Regions from separate parts of the Mus musculus genome. Here all the other regions are linked to region 3. Evidence: chromatin contacts called from public Hi-C data. All regions are on one chromosome and are shown on one strand. Each heading gives the region's core, a stretch centred on a gene start, on an enhancer-like site or on the middle of the called end of the contact. The rest is flanking DNA. Distances are from core to core; before and after follow the strand shown. Region 1 overlaps Gm39256 (a long non-coding RNA gene). Region 2 overlaps Wwox (WW domain-containing oxidoreductase). Region 3 has its middle 220 kb from the start of Gm39256.

The links. A called contact is a pair of places that touch in the nucleus more often than the background predicts.
Region 1: a Hi-C map of bone marrow-derived macrophages shows a contact between it and region 3, with 43 read pairs. The contact joins two enhancer-like sites. A contact is called at or near these places in 3 of 484 Hi-C or Micro-C datasets (bone marrow-derived macrophages, brain and cortical glia) and 2 of 115 datasets of contacts at active chromatin or transcription factors (bone marrow-derived macrophages and neural progenitor cells).
Region 2: a Hi-C map of bone marrow-derived macrophages shows a contact between it and region 3, with 47 read pairs. The contact joins two enhancer-like sites. A contact is called at or near these places in 3 of 484 Hi-C or Micro-C datasets (bone marrow-derived macrophages, macrophages and neutrophils) and 1 of 115 datasets of contacts at active chromatin or transcription factors (bone marrow-derived macrophages).

Annotation. Positions count from the first base shown.
Region 1 is chr8:115,596,338-115,599,037 of GRCm38.p6, forward strand. It overlaps Gm39256 (a long non-coding RNA gene), which reads right to left. Exons shown (of 2, transcript XR_879215.3): 2 at 1-2,700. Among named protein-coding and RNA genes, the nearest start is that of Gm39256, 47 kb to the right of the region's middle. Within about 2 kb of position 1,429, at least 19 of the 459 cell types and tissues checked have an H3K27ac peak or open chromatin away from gene starts, as enhancers often do. A contact at or near this core is called in bone marrow-derived macrophages, where this site is marked.
Region 2 is chr8:115,275,223-115,277,922 of GRCm38.p6, forward strand. All of the region lies in intron 8 of Wwox (WW domain-containing oxidoreductase), which reads left to right. Among named protein-coding and RNA genes, the nearest start is that of Gm39257, 320 kb to the left of the region's middle. Within about 2 kb of position 1,264, at least 51 of the 459 cell types and tissues checked have an H3K27ac peak or open chromatin away from gene starts, as enhancers often do. A contact at or near this core is called in bone marrow-derived macrophages and neutrophils, where this site is marked.
Region 3 is chr8:115,421,845-115,424,544 of GRCm38.p6, forward strand. No RefSeq gene overlaps it. Among named protein-coding and RNA genes, the nearest start is that of Gm39256, 220 kb to the right of the region's middle. Within about 2 kb of position 1,422, at least 44 of the 459 cell types and tissues checked have an H3K27ac peak or open chromatin away from gene starts, as enhancers often do. A contact at or near this core is called in bone marrow-derived macrophages and neutrophils, where this site is marked.

The sequences.
Region 1 (2,700 bases), core at 179-2,678, 170 kb after region 3:
TCCTGAAAACTTGATCTTAGAGGCTGGCTGTTGACCTTATTGAATGTTCTCCCCCCCCCTTTTTTTTACACATCCCCTCTCAGGTTTTTCCTCTTTCCTATTCTTACAACTCTGTGCATCCAGCCATCCACTGGCTCATGCTCATCCATCCATCCATCCATCCATCCATCCATCCATCCATCCATCCATCCATCCCCTCACCTATAAATCCACTTACTCATCTTATTCAACTGTTGATGCATCACCCCTCTGTCTAGTCATACATTTATGCACCATCTGCTGCTCATACATTCATCTGCCCATCTATCTATCCATTCATATAATCACCCATCATCCCATCTATTCATTCATTCACAGATTGTCCATTTGCCCATCCATCCATTCAGCCACCACCAGTCTACCTAGTCATCCATGTAATGACCCACAGATCCTTCTGCCCATCCATCCATCTAGCCATTCACTGCCAAACCATCTACTTATCTATTCAATCACCCATGGACCACCCATCTTTCCATCCATGTATGATTTACTCATATACACATTCTGATAACACTCTGAACTCTACTCTCAGTGTCAGCCCTGAAACCAGAATGGTGATCAAGAGACCCCGAGGAACATCTATCTGGATAGGAGTAATAATCTCTGGAAGATGTCAACTCAACAGCAGTCACTAAAGAATGGTAGACTTTCTCAGACTGCAGGAAAGTTAAATAAGCTGCAATCTTGGAGGTCAGCCTAGCATCAGGAGGGGGTAACAGAGGGGTGGATGACAAAGGTAGAGAATTCTGGATCACAAAATGGGGTAGAGAGGAAAGCAAAAGAGGGAGATGAGAAAAACATTTGCAACTGCAGAGGGCTGGCTAATAGGACAAGATTCTGTATTGCTTGGCTGGTTGCTTTGGAGTAGAATTTGTCCTGGTTAATACCTACCCATCCTCCCAACAAAAGGAGACTCTGGTCATATGACAGTTTCATTTCCCCAGGGACATTCTTGGCATTTTCTTCTTCTCCTTTCTCCCCTCTATCTGGGGGTTCATTTCCTTCCGGAGGGGAAGTACAGTGTGCCAGGTTTTGGCTTGTCGCCAGAGCTCTGGGAGAATTCCCACTGCTCCCTCTGCCTCCAACCTCTGAGCGGATGGAGAGATTGGAAATCAGCGACGTGTTCTCTTAGAAAGCCTAAGCTGGCTGCGGGATGCCAAGTGATGCTATCAATTGATTAACACACAGCCTGCCAGCTTCCTGCATGATAAGACCAGCCCCGTCCAGGAGGGAAGGCTGCAGTCCATTAGGAACGAGGAGCTCCTCACCTCCAGCCACACACCTTCAGCCTTTCCTGTGTGCCACCACGTGCTCTGAGCCCACTGCTGCACAATTCAAAGTGCAGCGGGCTCACACCATGTCCCTGGGGTTGGAGCCACAAGAGGGAATTACAAGCTGGCAGCTTCCTGCAAAGCACAGCTGCCATTGCCTGTGCAATGGGGAAGGATGTGGGGGTTGGAAGGCTGCTACCTTCTCACAGCAGATACCAGAAAAGTAGCTCTATATCCTTCCTCCACCCTTTCTTCATTTCTTTCCTCATTCCTTTTCTTCTATGTTCTTTTTTTTGTTTTGTTTTCCTGTCTCTCCTGTTTCTTCCTCCTACTTCCCCTTCTACCATCTTCCTGGACCTCCATACATAAACAGAGACACACCAAGGTGGAAAGAAAATACTAGGAAAATTAAGAACAGATAGGGGCTGAGGAAGTGGCCTAACTGGTTAAAAGCACTTGCTATCCTTTTAGAGGATCTCCATTCAGTTTCTAGAATCATCAGGGCAACCTTCAACCATCTGTAACTCCAGTCCCAAATGATTCGTTGGCATTTTCTGGCCTCTGTGGTCACTGGGCACCCATGTACACATACATGCCTATGTACAAAACACACACATGAAATTAAAACAAATCTAAATAGGGAAAGACAAGTAGCAGTGGGAGAGGAGGGGAGAGTATGTAGGGAAAGGAGAAGCATCTTCCATCTCTGGTGGGGGACAGGATGCACTGAGTGTAAATAGCTAGGATCAAGGGGCACACAGCTTGTGAAAGCAGAGAACAGACCACAGCAGCTCCTCTGAGGAAATGCTGTAGAGACAGAAGAAAGCATTTGCTCTGTTCTAGTGAGGTAGACACAGATGTAAGGCTCCAGACAAGAGAACTCAAAGGTTTGGCTGACTGGATGGGGGTTAAGACAAAAAGCCCAACAGCCTAGATCATCAGGCTTGAAGACCAGAAGGCATGGAAGCTCCAGCCAGCAGGCTTGGAGAACTACTGGCAAACTTAGTTCCTATCCTCTTATCCTTGCTACGTAATGATGGGGGCAGGCAGATGATGCCCTTATCTTTATTTCTGTGCCCACCTGGATTTGCTCCTTGGTAAAAAGCATCTCTCATAGGGCTGTGAGCCTCACAACACATCTCCTTGAAGCCTAGGGAATCTATGGGTCCTTCCTGTGCCCTCTTTACCTCCAAAGGGCTAACACAACTGAAAGTGGCTTCTGGATTCAGTGTCTGGCTAAAGGAAAAAAGCTGGAGGGTGTTCAGGGTTGGCTGGCAGGGGATGTCTGGACGAATTAGTAAATTAGCAGGGATGACTTCTGCTGGAAAATGAATGGGATGTCCACATGATAATTGGACAGACTCCTCCTCAATGAGGTCACTTGGATTCT
Region 2 (2,700 bases), core at 14-2,513, 150 kb before region 3:
TACAAGAGAAAATCAAAACCAAACGAATTTTACAAAGCGAACACAGGTCTTTGACCTGCTGGCATAAATCTTTGGTTGGAGGAAACAAGCACTTTCAAAATTCTCATTTTCATCAGAAAGAAGTTTTACCTGATCGTTTGAACTCTAAAAGACTCTAAATTTAAAACATCCCACCTGCTCATCCCACCCCCAACCCCCACCCCTGCACAAACAAACCCCGTTTGTTCTTCTTCCTCAAACCCCGCCCCCTGCTCTCAAGCAGAAAAGCCCGGATCACTCCTTGTCTCCATGTTTCTGAAAAGCCACCCAAAAGTGACCATGGTCACCACCCACCCCACACCCAAGACCAATAAAACTCCCTTGCTTTAGCCTGGGCATGTGACTCCATTGACCTCTACCCATGAATCAGTGAATCCATCTGAGAGCTGCCTCTCAATAAACCCGCCCTCATACTCTTGATGTGGCTTGAATTGGCTCGTTACATTGGGAGAGAAACCTGAAAGTTAACCTTTGCTCCTGAACTGGTGGATTCTGGGAGGGATGGTTGTTATTTTCAGCCGTGCACCCCTTTGTTGAGCCTGCCAGGCTCCAGTGGATAACTCCAAACCCGTGGTCATTGGAGAAGGCCTTGGTTAAAAATCAGCGGTGGCTCAGGAATTGTGCAGAAGAGTTTTGTTAGGAAGAGGGGCCATTGGCAGAGGTGGGAAACAGCTAAGAGGGGGGGGGGGGGGGGAGGAATGAATATCCAGAGTACACTGTATAGACATGTATGGAATTACCCAAACAAAATCAATTAATGGTAAATGTTTTCTGCTGTGCCTGTCTAGACAGAAGGGCAAAAGGGTCTCAGGGCACTTGGGTTGTCTTGAGTGACGGGGAAGAAGTGGCCACATGGCACTGTCCCACTTCCTGAAGAATGGCAAGGATGGGCCACCACTCATTCCACAAATGCGTAGAGTCCTCGAGAGGCCAGGATCTAGACAGGCTCACCACAGCTGAGAGGACAGATCAGCTGCGTCCTGGATCCTCTCACTGCTTCCATTTGGAGGAGGCACAGGAGAAAGGCAAGGAAATCACAGGGTTATAAAATGACTTCTAGAAAGTGATACCTTCCTGTGTCTCTGGGCATGAAACACAGGCTAGAGAGATTTAAAAAAAAAAAAAAGAAGTTGGGTGGAAACGGTTTCAGTGGTATTGCAGAGCTAGTGGTACCAGCAAAAGCCCATTGTGCCATGTCCTGTGGGCAGTGACATCATGGGTGGTAGCCTGAGTTTAGCCACAGGGCTAGTATTGTTACCAGGGAAACTGGCCCCTCCCTGCTGCAGCCGACCTAACACTGAACAGAAAACCAGGAAGAAAGTTGTTTACTGGAAAGAATTTTCATTTTGAGTTTCAATATAAAATCAGAGGCTCTGTGTGTGTGTGTGTGTGTGTGTGTGTGTGTGTGTGTGTGTGTGTGTGTGTTTGTGTGTGTTTGTGTGTGTGTGTATGTGTGTGTCTTCTTTGAATCGGCTTATCATGAACCATTTCTCAAGTTACTATTCATTTTTTTAGTATTTGCTTACTCTTTTAGTTATTCTTACATGTGCATGCTTTTGCACGTATGTGCATGTTTACATGTGTATGCTGCTCTGTGTGTGGATGGTCTTGGAAACCAGCAGAGGGTGTTGGATCCTTTGGAGCTGAAGTCACAGGTGGTTGTGAGCCACCCAGCATGGGTGCTGGGAACCAAACCAAGTCTTTCAAAGGAATGGCAACTGCTCCTCCCAACTGAGCCATCACTCCAGCCCCCACTAGATTATTCCTTTTGTTTTTAAGAAAGGCAAGCCATATCTTACATCCTGTTTCTGTTGTTTGTGTGGGTGTTATTGCTTTTGATGTTTTAGAGACAGGATTTATCCTCTAAGCAGCCCAAGCTAGGTATGGACTTACTTTGTAACCCAGGCTATCCTTGAACTTAATCTACAATACTGGTTCCTAGCTCCACCTTCTGAGTGCTGGAACTATAGGCATGTGCTACCATGCCATGCTTAGTCCTTGCTCCCTCCTTCCTTCCCTCCCTCCCTCCCTCCCTCCCTCCCTCCCTCCCTCCCTCCCTTCCTTCCTTCTTTCCTGCCCTCTCTCTCCCTCCCTCCCTCCCCCTCTGTCTCTGTCTCTGTCTCTCTCCTGTGGGTGTATATGTGTGTCCATGCATCTGTGTCTTACTGTGCAGCCCAAGCCACCTCAAATTTCCAATCCTCCTGCCTCAGCCTCCTGAGTGCTGGCATCGCTCCACTCCTGGCTCTCAAATGGCTATTTTTTTTCCCCACAGCATTTTTAGAAACACAAAGGAGAAGGCTGATTTTTTTTTTTTTAAATCTGGCCTGCTCTTCAACGTTAAGTGCACTGATTCAAGTGGCTGCAGATTTTATGGCTTCTCCCCAGAACAGGAGCTCCCCCTTTCCATTCTCCTCAGGCTCACCCATAAAGCTTTTCTGTTTTTTGGGGGGGGGTGTGTGGGAGGGGGAAAATTCCCAAAAATCTGTCTGGTATATATTACAAAAACTATTACCACCTAACACATTTCACGTATTTAAATTATTTGTTCTATTAAAACGTCAGCACATCTCTTGAATTTTAATCGTGCCTGAGGATCAATCACCGAAACGGCTGCAGGGAAGACTTTACGACTTACCTGAACAGTGGCCTGCTCTGCGGCTT
Region 3 (2,700 bases), core at 172-2,671:
CTATGGGGACTCTGGACTTATCTACTCCACAGAAGCTGAAGCCATGACATGCCTGAGTTTTTGGGGACAACAAAACAGCAATAGTTGTATTCTGCAGTCATGCTCTTTGCTCAGTGGCCTTCTGGAAGTCAATGTGTCACCTTGTTGGATCTGCATACCAGAATTAAGACAGCTCTATCTAGAACACTCACCCCATCACCTTTACCAGCCAACTGAGTTGTTCAAGAAAGACAAGTGGCTATGGAGAGACAAAAGTCTAGAGCTCACTTCAGCCTCTCTTAGACTGTTCTGGAAAATGGGATGATGGTAAGTCCTTTGTACTAACACTGTCAGATCAAATAAGGCAAGAAATATGGTCTATGTCACTAATCTGCTCATAATATGAATCCATGGAGGTTAAGAGAACATGCACAATTAGCAGAATTAAAGTTTTTAAGCGAGCTTGGGGTTGGACACAAGCTCAGTCTATAGACAGGGTGCTTGCTTGGAGTGTATGAAACCTTATGTTTGATCTCAAGGACCTCATAAGAGCCAACAAACAAAACCAAGGATGGTGATACAGGCCCTCAATCTTAGCCCTGGGGGAGGTGGAGGTAGATGGATCAGAAGTTCAAGGTCTTTTTCAGATACACAGTGACCTCAAGGCTAGCCTTGGCTACATGATATCTTGTTTCAAACAAAGCTACCTCCAAACCTTCAAAATATTGGCTCCGTGGTGTATTCCAGCAGTTTCCCTCAAGTTTTCCCTTGATGTTTCAAGGATTCACGTTGCTGTTGTTTTGTTTCAACTTCCCAAGCTCTTTAGGTCTATTGATCCAACTAAGCCCTTAGCCTTGTTCTTTTCTCCCCAGGATCAAGGAAAGCAGAAACTTAAGAGCCAGGGAAGGCTCCACCCAGCTTACTCACAGATTAATGGGAAACATACTGTTCAATTTCTCTCCAAGCTACCTACTATCTCCCCACTGTAATTCAAGGCTCTGGAGATGGTCAATTTTCCTTCCCGCCTTTTTCTGAGCTTGATGTCTATCCACTCTTGATGCCCTGGCCACTGGACTCCTCTCTATGAGGACATGTAACTTTGTTTTTTGGAAAAAAAAAGTCCTTGGTAAAGGTGCTTTGTTTGGCAGTAGGTTGGGGGCATGCTGCATAGCTGAGTCCCCTGTGCTGGCCCATAGTACCTTTTCTTTTATTCCCTTCATTTTCTCTTTTGATACAGTCTCGTTTATAACCTAGGCCTGTCTCAAGATCTTTACAGTGGAACTTGGCCTTGAACTCCTGACCTTCCCACTTTCATCCCAAGGGCTGGTTTTACAAGAGTGAGCCACCACTCCCTGCTCATAGCCACTTCTCCCTTTCGACTGGCCTTTTCTTCATCATCACACTTGTGGGCATTAACTCTGAGTCATGTTGGCGGTTTTTTTTTTGTCATGAAGTCCTGCTTCATAGTTTAGTTCAAGGCCACCAGAGTGTCGCAAGACAACACAGATCATCCAAATGAGGCAACATGAAAGAAAATATCAGAAGTGTTTTCTTGGCAACGACTTTTGATTACATTGAATCAATATTGAAAGTAGCAAAATCATGGTAGAAATTTTCATAGAAGAATTTCTCCCTAGTTGTGTCCTTAGGGATTCGATCTGAGACCTAGTGTGTGCTAGACTAACCCTACCACTAAGCCACATCCCTCGCTCTTCATTTTTTTGTGTTTGACTCTGTCTTATTTTATTTTGAGGCAAGAACTCACTATAACCTCCGTTGGCCTTACACTTACTCTGTAATACAGACTGTTTTCAAACTAGGAATCTTTTTATTTCCATTTCTCCAGTCTTGGAATTACAGGTATACTCTCCCAGATTTGGACCCTAGGAAAAATGAGGACATCCTTGGCTGGACACAGTGTCTTGGTCCTGATGTTTTGAAAGCAGATGGAGAATTAACTAGTTACGCCTTGGAGGATACTGCAATTTTGTAAGAAATTCAGATGCTGAATGAGGAAGTTGAAACTGAATTGGACACATATGGCAGCTGTGAGTCTTGGGGCAAACTACTGACTTCAGAACTTCAGCTTCCCCATTGGAGAAGGGAAAGAACATGGCTATCCCCTTAGAGAATCTCCTAAGGGTATTAAAAAGTATTCTGCAGAAGTGCCTGGTCAACACTGAGCACTCAGTAAACGTTATCATTACAGTCCTCCATGTTAATATTGCTGTAAGTATGCTCTGTGCCAGGGTATGGATAGGACTGAGGTCCACAAAAATATGGGGTTGAGGTTCCAATGAGATGTCTCAGCCGGTAAAGGCACTTGCTGCCAAACTTACAAACCCACCGACTTTGATCCCTAGGATTCAAATAGCAAAAGGAGAGAGTCTGATCATACAAGTTATCCTCTGACATCCACATGTGTGCTGTGGCACACACATGTCCACATGTGGGAATGAACATACCCATCAAATAAATAAGTATAATAAAATAAAACTTCAAAAGCAAATACATGATTGAGACTTCTCCCTTCTGGGAGAATATTCACCTCCTCTGGTCTCCATCAATGGCTAGGGTTTCCCCAATCTGGGGGAGTCCATACTGTGGCTACCTGGGAGCTTTACCCCATGTAATCCACCCTCTTGTACAGGACCCAGAGTTAAGCGTCTAAAACCCTTCACAGGTGATTCCAATATGCAGCCAAGGTCCTAACTTCCTGGA